Regions from separate parts of the Sus scrofa genome. Here region 1 is linked to region 2. A link is a contact called in public HiChIP or PLAC-seq data. All regions are on one chromosome and are shown on one strand. Each heading gives the region's core, a stretch centred on a gene start, on an enhancer-like site or on the middle of the called end of the contact. The rest is flanking DNA. Distances are from core to core; before and after follow the strand shown. Region 1 overlaps NRIP1 (nuclear receptor-interacting protein 1). Region 2 has its middle 170 kb from the start of NRIP1.

Evidence for each region. HiChIP or PLAC-seq counts read pairs in DNA pulled down with a chosen protein or histone mark.
Region 1: an H3K27ac HiChIP or PLAC-seq map of alveolar macrophages shows a contact between it and region 2. The contact joins two enhancer-like sites. A contact is called at or near these places in 1 of 47 Hi-C or Micro-C datasets (liver) and 1 of 2 datasets of contacts at active chromatin or transcription factors (alveolar macrophages).

The regions. Positions count from the first base shown.
Region 1 is chr13:179,881,934-179,885,459 of Sscrofa11.1, reverse strand. The region is part of intron 2 of NRIP1 (nuclear receptor-interacting protein 1); the gene reads left to right. Among named protein-coding and RNA genes, the nearest start is that of NRIP1, 33 kb to the left of the region's middle. Within about 2 kb of position 1,254, at least 1 of the 83 cell types and tissues checked has an H3K27ac peak or open chromatin away from gene starts, as enhancers often do. A contact at or near this core is called in alveolar macrophages, where this site is marked.
Region 2 is chr13:179,743,228-179,746,795 of Sscrofa11.1, reverse strand. No RefSeq gene overlaps it. Among named protein-coding and RNA genes, the nearest start is that of NRIP1, 170 kb to the left of the region's middle. Within about 2 kb of position 1,440, at least 6 of the 83 cell types and tissues checked have an H3K27ac peak or open chromatin away from gene starts, as enhancers often do. A contact at or near this core is called in alveolar macrophages, where this site is marked.

The sequences.
Region 1 (3,526 bases), core at 5-2,504, 140 kb before region 2:
CATTTTGCAGAATCTTGTTAGGCATATCATTTTATTATTTGAAGTATTTTGAAGCTCTGTGTTTGGAATGCCTTGGCTTTGGTCATATATTTATTTTCAGTTCTTAGTTAAGAACAAACGCAGTGTTTGTATAGTTATTCCTATGAGAAAAACTGATCACATTGAAAGATCTTGTTTATTGTCATATGATGTGTTCTCTAAGCATTCAGGATAGAAAAAGGGGAAACCACCGGACATCTATCTTCATTTTAATTTGACTTAACACATTTCGTGAAACTGAATATTTGAAAAATGTTCCTGTGTTATCAAGATATAAGTAATAGAAAGCATTACTAAAATAGCTTAAACAATAAAGAGTATATCAATAAAGAGTGTATCTCACCCAACAGGGAATTTAGAGTACTGGTGGTTAATTAATTGTCATAATGATGTTATCAAGGACCCATACAGTATTTTCCATATTCTCTGCCATCCGAGTGTTTTGACAATGTCACTTTGTGATTGTAAGATAGCTATTTTTCCATGCTTTTTTTTTTTTTTTTTTTTTTTTAAGTGGGGAAAACATTTTCTACTAGACTTCATTGGCTTTAATTTCATCATATGCCTGTGCCTAAACCCCTTTCTGGCCAAATAAACATTATTTGTCTTAAGTGTTTTGACCTAATGGACATTCACCTCCTAAGGGTATAAAAAGCATGAACATTCTGCCATCAAGTAAGAAAGAGGGAGGTTTGTCTTTCAGAAGGTCGCCACGTAACTGACACAGCTAAGGGAGTTCACGGTTTTGTTAATTGCTGTAAGTTTTCTTATGAGATCACAAAATATAGGTCAGTTGTGCCTTGATTGATTCAATATATGTTTAATGCATGCCTACTGTATTCCAGTTCATCTTGGCCCTGAGGATAGAGCAGTAACCGAGAGAGAAGAACCTTACACTTTATTGGTGAGAGAAACAAAAATATAAAGTTCAATTTGATGATATCTTATTAGCAAGTGCTAAATAAAAATTAAAACAAAGATTGGAGCATGGCAATTCTGGGTTAGGCTGTGCATGAAATTTCAGATTATGTCCTGGGAAGGTCTCATCTAGAAGGTGCCTTGAGTAAAGGCTTAGTTGGTGTGGAGCTGGTGATGCAGCTCGCTGGGGAGAAGAGTATTCTAGTCCAAGACCCTGTGGCTGGAGTGGGGTCAATAAGGCAGGGTCACAGGAAGTGAGGTCAGAGGGGGAAGAAGCCACCAGACAGTTTTTTACAATGTCTCTGTAATATTGGCACAGAATCACTTTGACAGTTGTGTCAAATGGACCTAACAGGCAGAGAAGTCTAGGTTAGGAAGCTGTTGTAATAATTGAGGAGAAATGATGGTGACGTGAACGGGAGCAGCAACAAGTAGTAGGATTCTGGATATTTCTAAGGCAAAGCCCACAGCATGTGCTGAAGAATTGGATATGAGAGGAGGAGAGGCATCTAGGATGGCAACCAGGATTTTGGACCTGAACAATTAAAAGAATGGAGTTGATTTATTTGAGATTTGCAAGAACAGGGACTCAGTTATTCCCATATTAAATTTGAGATGTCAGATAAACATGTATATAAATAGTTCTTGAAGACAGATCAGTATATATATTTTTAAAGGATTACTTTGGCCATTAATAACAGGAAATGGCTTTTTTAATACATACATTCAGAAAACAACAAGGAGAGAATACAAAATGTGGAAACAAAGTTTATTTTGGGAGGGGAGTGGATATTTTGTGTTCCATTGAACAAATATGGCAAAAGACTGGAATAAATTTTAAGAGAGTATTCAAAGAAGCATTTATACATTGATGTAATGCCCACTGTATTTTAGTTTCAAAAATTACATATTAATGCCCACTGTATTTTAGTTTCAAAAATTGCATATTAAATATATTTATTCTTTGAGTTAGTGCCTGAATTTTGAAGCTCTATGTTTTATTAAAAATAGACATTAAAAAAAGAAATACACCACAGAATCCATTGATAATGGATTTAGTGCATGTCTCTTTCCTCTGAACATGATGTGGTTAGTTATCCTTCTAAAGACTAAAGACGTGTTATTAATAAATAGGTTATCCTCCCCCAGCTTCGTCAGTCTTGTGCAGCCGATAGTTAATGCTCAGGCATATCATTCAGTGGTGATCCAGGTCAGGAGAAAGATCAGTACAGTATATTCTAGGTGAGTTTATCGGGATGCTGTGGCTTTTCTTTTGAAAAGGAATGAGTCCAAGATGTCTTTTCACCAGATTATTGCACTTATTTGTATTTAACAGAATGCTACACACAGCTAAGATTTTCAGTCTATGTGTATCACATAAAATGCTGAGAAGTACCTTGTGAAGTACCCTTCATATTATACGTACTCACGAAATACGTTGGTAGAAAATTTGATTTAGAACACTATTTCTAATTTATTTAAAAGCTTTTAAAAATTGTCCAAGAAGTAGATATTATTTGATAAAATGTGTCCTAGCTATAATGTAAGGTAGTTGAGAAAACTGAATTATAATTTTGTCAGATAAAGTACAATGTAATAAATATAAAAAATTATTTATTAGGCAAAGAAATTTTGCTCTTTAAGATTAATTAGGCTTTTCTCATTGCACTTTTGGCCAGTCATGGCGAATGTTGGCCTCTGTGACCCATGAGGCTATCTCGTGAGAGAGTTCTGCAGATCTCTAGTAATTAAGCAAGCATTTATGTTACTTTTATTTGAAACCAAATTGACAGTAGATATGAATTATCCTCGTTGTTTCATTGAGCACACCATCAATTTTTATCTGCATATTTGCCTGTAAGTTCTTTGGAGTGTATTTCTTTATATATTCCTTTTTTTTTTTTTTTTTAAAGGAGAGTTAGGAAAATCCATTGCCTGTTAGTTAGCATTTGTTCATGTGTGCAAATTACTAAGGTGCTTACCTAAACAAGATTCTTATCAAACTCTGATTTGCCAGATATAGCAGCTTGCTTTTTTATTATGTGAACATGAATGAGGTAAACAAGGAATATATTTAAATCATGAAGCACAGTATCAGAATGATTTTGTGAGGACCCAGTGGGATCAGAACTTTACTTGGGAGTTCCTGTCATAGCTCAGTGGTAATGCACCTGACTAGTATCCATGAAGATGCAGGTTCGATCCCTGGTCTCGCTCAGAGGGTTAAGGATCCAGAAATGTCTTGAGCTGTGGTGTAGGTCACAGATGCGGCTCAGATCCCACATTGCTGTGGCTGTGGTATAGGCTGGCAGCTATAGCTCTGATTTCACTCCTAGCCTGGGTACTTCCAGATGCTGCGAGCATAGCCCTAAAAAGACAGAAGAAAAAAAGAAAAAAAAAATTTTATCAACTTGTGCCTCTCCTTGCCTCTGCCTTGACCCTTACTTCCCTCCCTGACCCCTAGCTACTCTTCATCTTTGTGTTAATCTTTTACTTCTTTTAATAATACTGGTTTTATCCTTAAATAATATACTGTTAAATTTTACGTTTTGTTAAGTTTCGAAAAATT
Region 2 (3,568 bases), core at 191-2,690:
GAACTACAGAGATGTCTTCACTTCCTCAGAAATAAGAGTAGATTAAAAACATTTTAAAAATTGAACGAGGACACCCTCCCTTTTTTTCTTACATAAATTTTTTTTAAGACAATCATTTAATCTTTCCTCAAGTTATTTTTATGGTTGTGACCTACACGGCTCAGCTTTCGGCAATGCCTGATTCTTAATACACTGAGTGAGGCCAGGGATTGAACCCTCATTCTCATGGAGACTCTGTCAGGTTCTTAACCTGCTGAGCCACAACAGGAAGTCCTTACACAAAGTCTTTATTGAATATTCTCAGCTCATTAGCTAGCACCAGCTAATGAATTCTAAATTCTTTGTGTTTGATTCGCTATTCACTACAGTGAGTCAAACACCAAGAATTTAGCCAGGAGACCAAAATAATCACTGTAAGAACAGTCACCCTGGGAGTTCCTGTCTTGGCACAGGGAAACAAATCTGACTAGGAACCATGAGGTTGCGGGTTCGATCCCTGGCCTCGCTCAGTGGGTTAAGGATCTGGCATTGCCGTGAGCTGTGGTGTAGGTTGCAGAAGAGGCTCGGATCTGGTGTTGCTGTGGCTGTGGTGTAGGCTGGCAGCAACAGCTCCGATTAGACCTCTAACTTGGGAACACCCATATGCTGCGGGTATGACTCTAAAAAGACAAAAAACAAAAAACAAACAAAAAACCCCCCAAATAGTCACCAAGGACACATATTGCAGAAAGCAACCTCCACATTTTAAGTCTTTTCCAATCAAATTGTGTCCTTTTTTTCTGTAACTCTTGTCACTTAGATTTTATCTTAGTGGGTCATCTCAAAAAGTCTTGATGCTAGAATCCAGAGAAATAGAGAGATAAGCATCACCAACACTTGTTGATGATGCAACTACTTAATATCTTCCAGAAGTGCTCACACAGACACCTTCACTTGAAAACAGGGTCAGATAGAAACTTTAAGAGTCTCTCACAGGTGAAACCATGGGGCAAGTGTATGCAGTAACCCACAGTCGTACTGCCCTAACAGTATCTGACCTGAACCTGGCACGGCTTCAGAAAAAGCCATGTGTTCAGGCTAAAACAAGAATGAGAAAAAAAGAGAACATTGCTTTCTTCTAATGTGGTAAATAGGGCATGAAGGTTTTAGAGTCTGCTGGTGAAACCAGTTTTACAAGTTCTTTACTTACCCATAGGGCTTAGCCCTAAGGGAGAAAAAATATTTTTATTCAGAAAAAACTTAAGACTTTGAATCTTTGGAATTTGGTATCCAGAGTAAAGAACTAGATGAAAGTTGTTATATCTACATTTATTGGGATGAAATTTGAAACTGGAACCATTATATTTAAAATTTTTTTTTCACATGTGCCATACTTCCCATTTCTGTTTTTGGCATGAGGAAGTGATAAAAGAAAGCTTCTTATGTGTCTCCTCATTACAGTGACCCTTAACCTATGTGGAGTTAGGGGAGACTGAACTCCTTCCCGTAAAACTCTGAGTATAACTTCACAGTCCCCCTTCCCAAGGTTCTGCATCCACAGATTCAACCAATGTGGCTTGTGTAGCACTGTAGTACATATTTACTGAAGAAAAAAAAAAACAAAAACAAATCCAAGTACGAGTGTACCTATACAGTTCAAACCCATGTGGTTCAAGGATCAAGTGTACTAGGTTTGGGTAGAATCCTCATATTCATTTAAATTGCTCTCCCCTATTGTTTATTTTCGATATCAGGAAACGATATTGATTTAATGGATCCAGGCCTTTCACTTTACTCACTTCAGTAAGACATCCACACCAGGTATCCATGTGTATGCCTCTCTAGGTGAATGTGTGCGAGAGAGATCCAAGCCCATAGCTAAATGCACGCAGATAAGTGAAAAAGAGAGAGGAGACAAAGAAACCATGAAGCCTTAAGGTAATAAAATCATCTGCAAAGATGTTGAATAATACTATGTTTGCATGTTTCAAATTTTTTTATCTTCAAGTTTCAGTATTTCTCATCAGAGCTGTGGTAACTTAGTGTGTCTGCAATAGTGGATGGTGTGGAGGAGACAGCAGAGCAAGAGATAGAGGAGGAGAAAAGGACTCTGTGTGTGAGTATGTAAAGTTCATCTCATTCATTCCTCTCTCCTGGTTCAGTTAGTGGGAAGTATTCTCATACCTATTCTTTCCTTTAGCAACTTGTCTGCTTTGATGAAGACAAAAATCAACTTCAGCTTTCTGTGACCCTTAGGGAAATATTCTATATCTAGTGGTGAAACTGATTTTATTAAAGTCATTGTGAAATCTCTGCTTCCCCAGGAAGAAAATGGTATTTTTCTTCATTGAAGATTGAATAAGAAAAAAAAAATCTGAATAAATATTATATTCAATTTAAAAAGATATAAATAACGTGCAAAGACTGCCTTTAAATGCTAAGTTTGGAACTAAATATATACATATAGACATACATTTTCCATATTCTTGGTTGAGAATATGAATACAAGTTAAAGACGCAGTAACACTGTTTATATCCACCCACAAATTAAAGTTTTCTTTATATTTAAACAACATTTTTTATGAATCAGGAACAAAGTGCTTTTCTTCCTTCCTTCATTTGAGGAACTAAAATAAGTTTTCGTTGTTAACTTTTGTCTTAAAAGTCTGGCTATGGAGCTGATAGCTGACTTAACAAGATATCCTCACATCCTCTTCTACAAGGACCTCTGTGATATTTAGAGGCAAATCTAGCAAAGGTTTTAAAGTTCTAAAACAATCGCAAAGTTTTCTCTAATGATTCTCCAGGACTGTGAGAACTCAGGTCTGCCAGAAAGGCACTTGAAAAGAACAAGAAGTACAAGATGGCTTTGTTCCATTCAAATTAGGGTAGCTGCATTACCGCTATAGATTCCCCCCCCCCCAGTAAAATCTGTTTCTCTATGTGTCTTTCTATCCCTCAAACTTCAGCATTCTGGATCACGCACACGCACACACACACACACAAAGTGACAGTCCTATCAATAAGCAGCCTATATTTTTATTAAGTAAATAGGGGAAATTAGAATTGATTTCTCATTACTGAGAAGATGCTGTTGTCAAAATATGTGACCCATTGAGCAAGAAGGGGAAATTCAGCCTGTTGTCACTATCCCTCAAGGCAAGGCTGCATTCGTCCTAAAAATGAAAGGGACATCATTTAAAAATGAAGACTCTTTACATACTCTTTTGTACTCAACTCTACTTTCAATCTCTCCTAGGAAGGAGAATGTGTTTTCCCTTCCAAGCAAGGAGCAGCAGGGGTTATCTTTTCTTGGACAAGCTAAAATTTGTCTCCTTGTCAGAGGAGACAGACGAGGTCAGAGAAAACTCTGCCTCCCAGAACTGGAAGGGGGAAGCCGTGATTCTAGTTCATGACAAGAATGACGAGTTCTTATTGGCAGAGCAATCAAGCAAGAGGCCATCTTGCTTGCTGGACCACAAATTGCAGCACTGATTTAAAAATTACACACAGGACTTTTTGAGCCATGCCAAGGACCCCTTTCACATTTTAGTGTCACCAGTGGTTAGTTTGCTTATTACGTGTGACA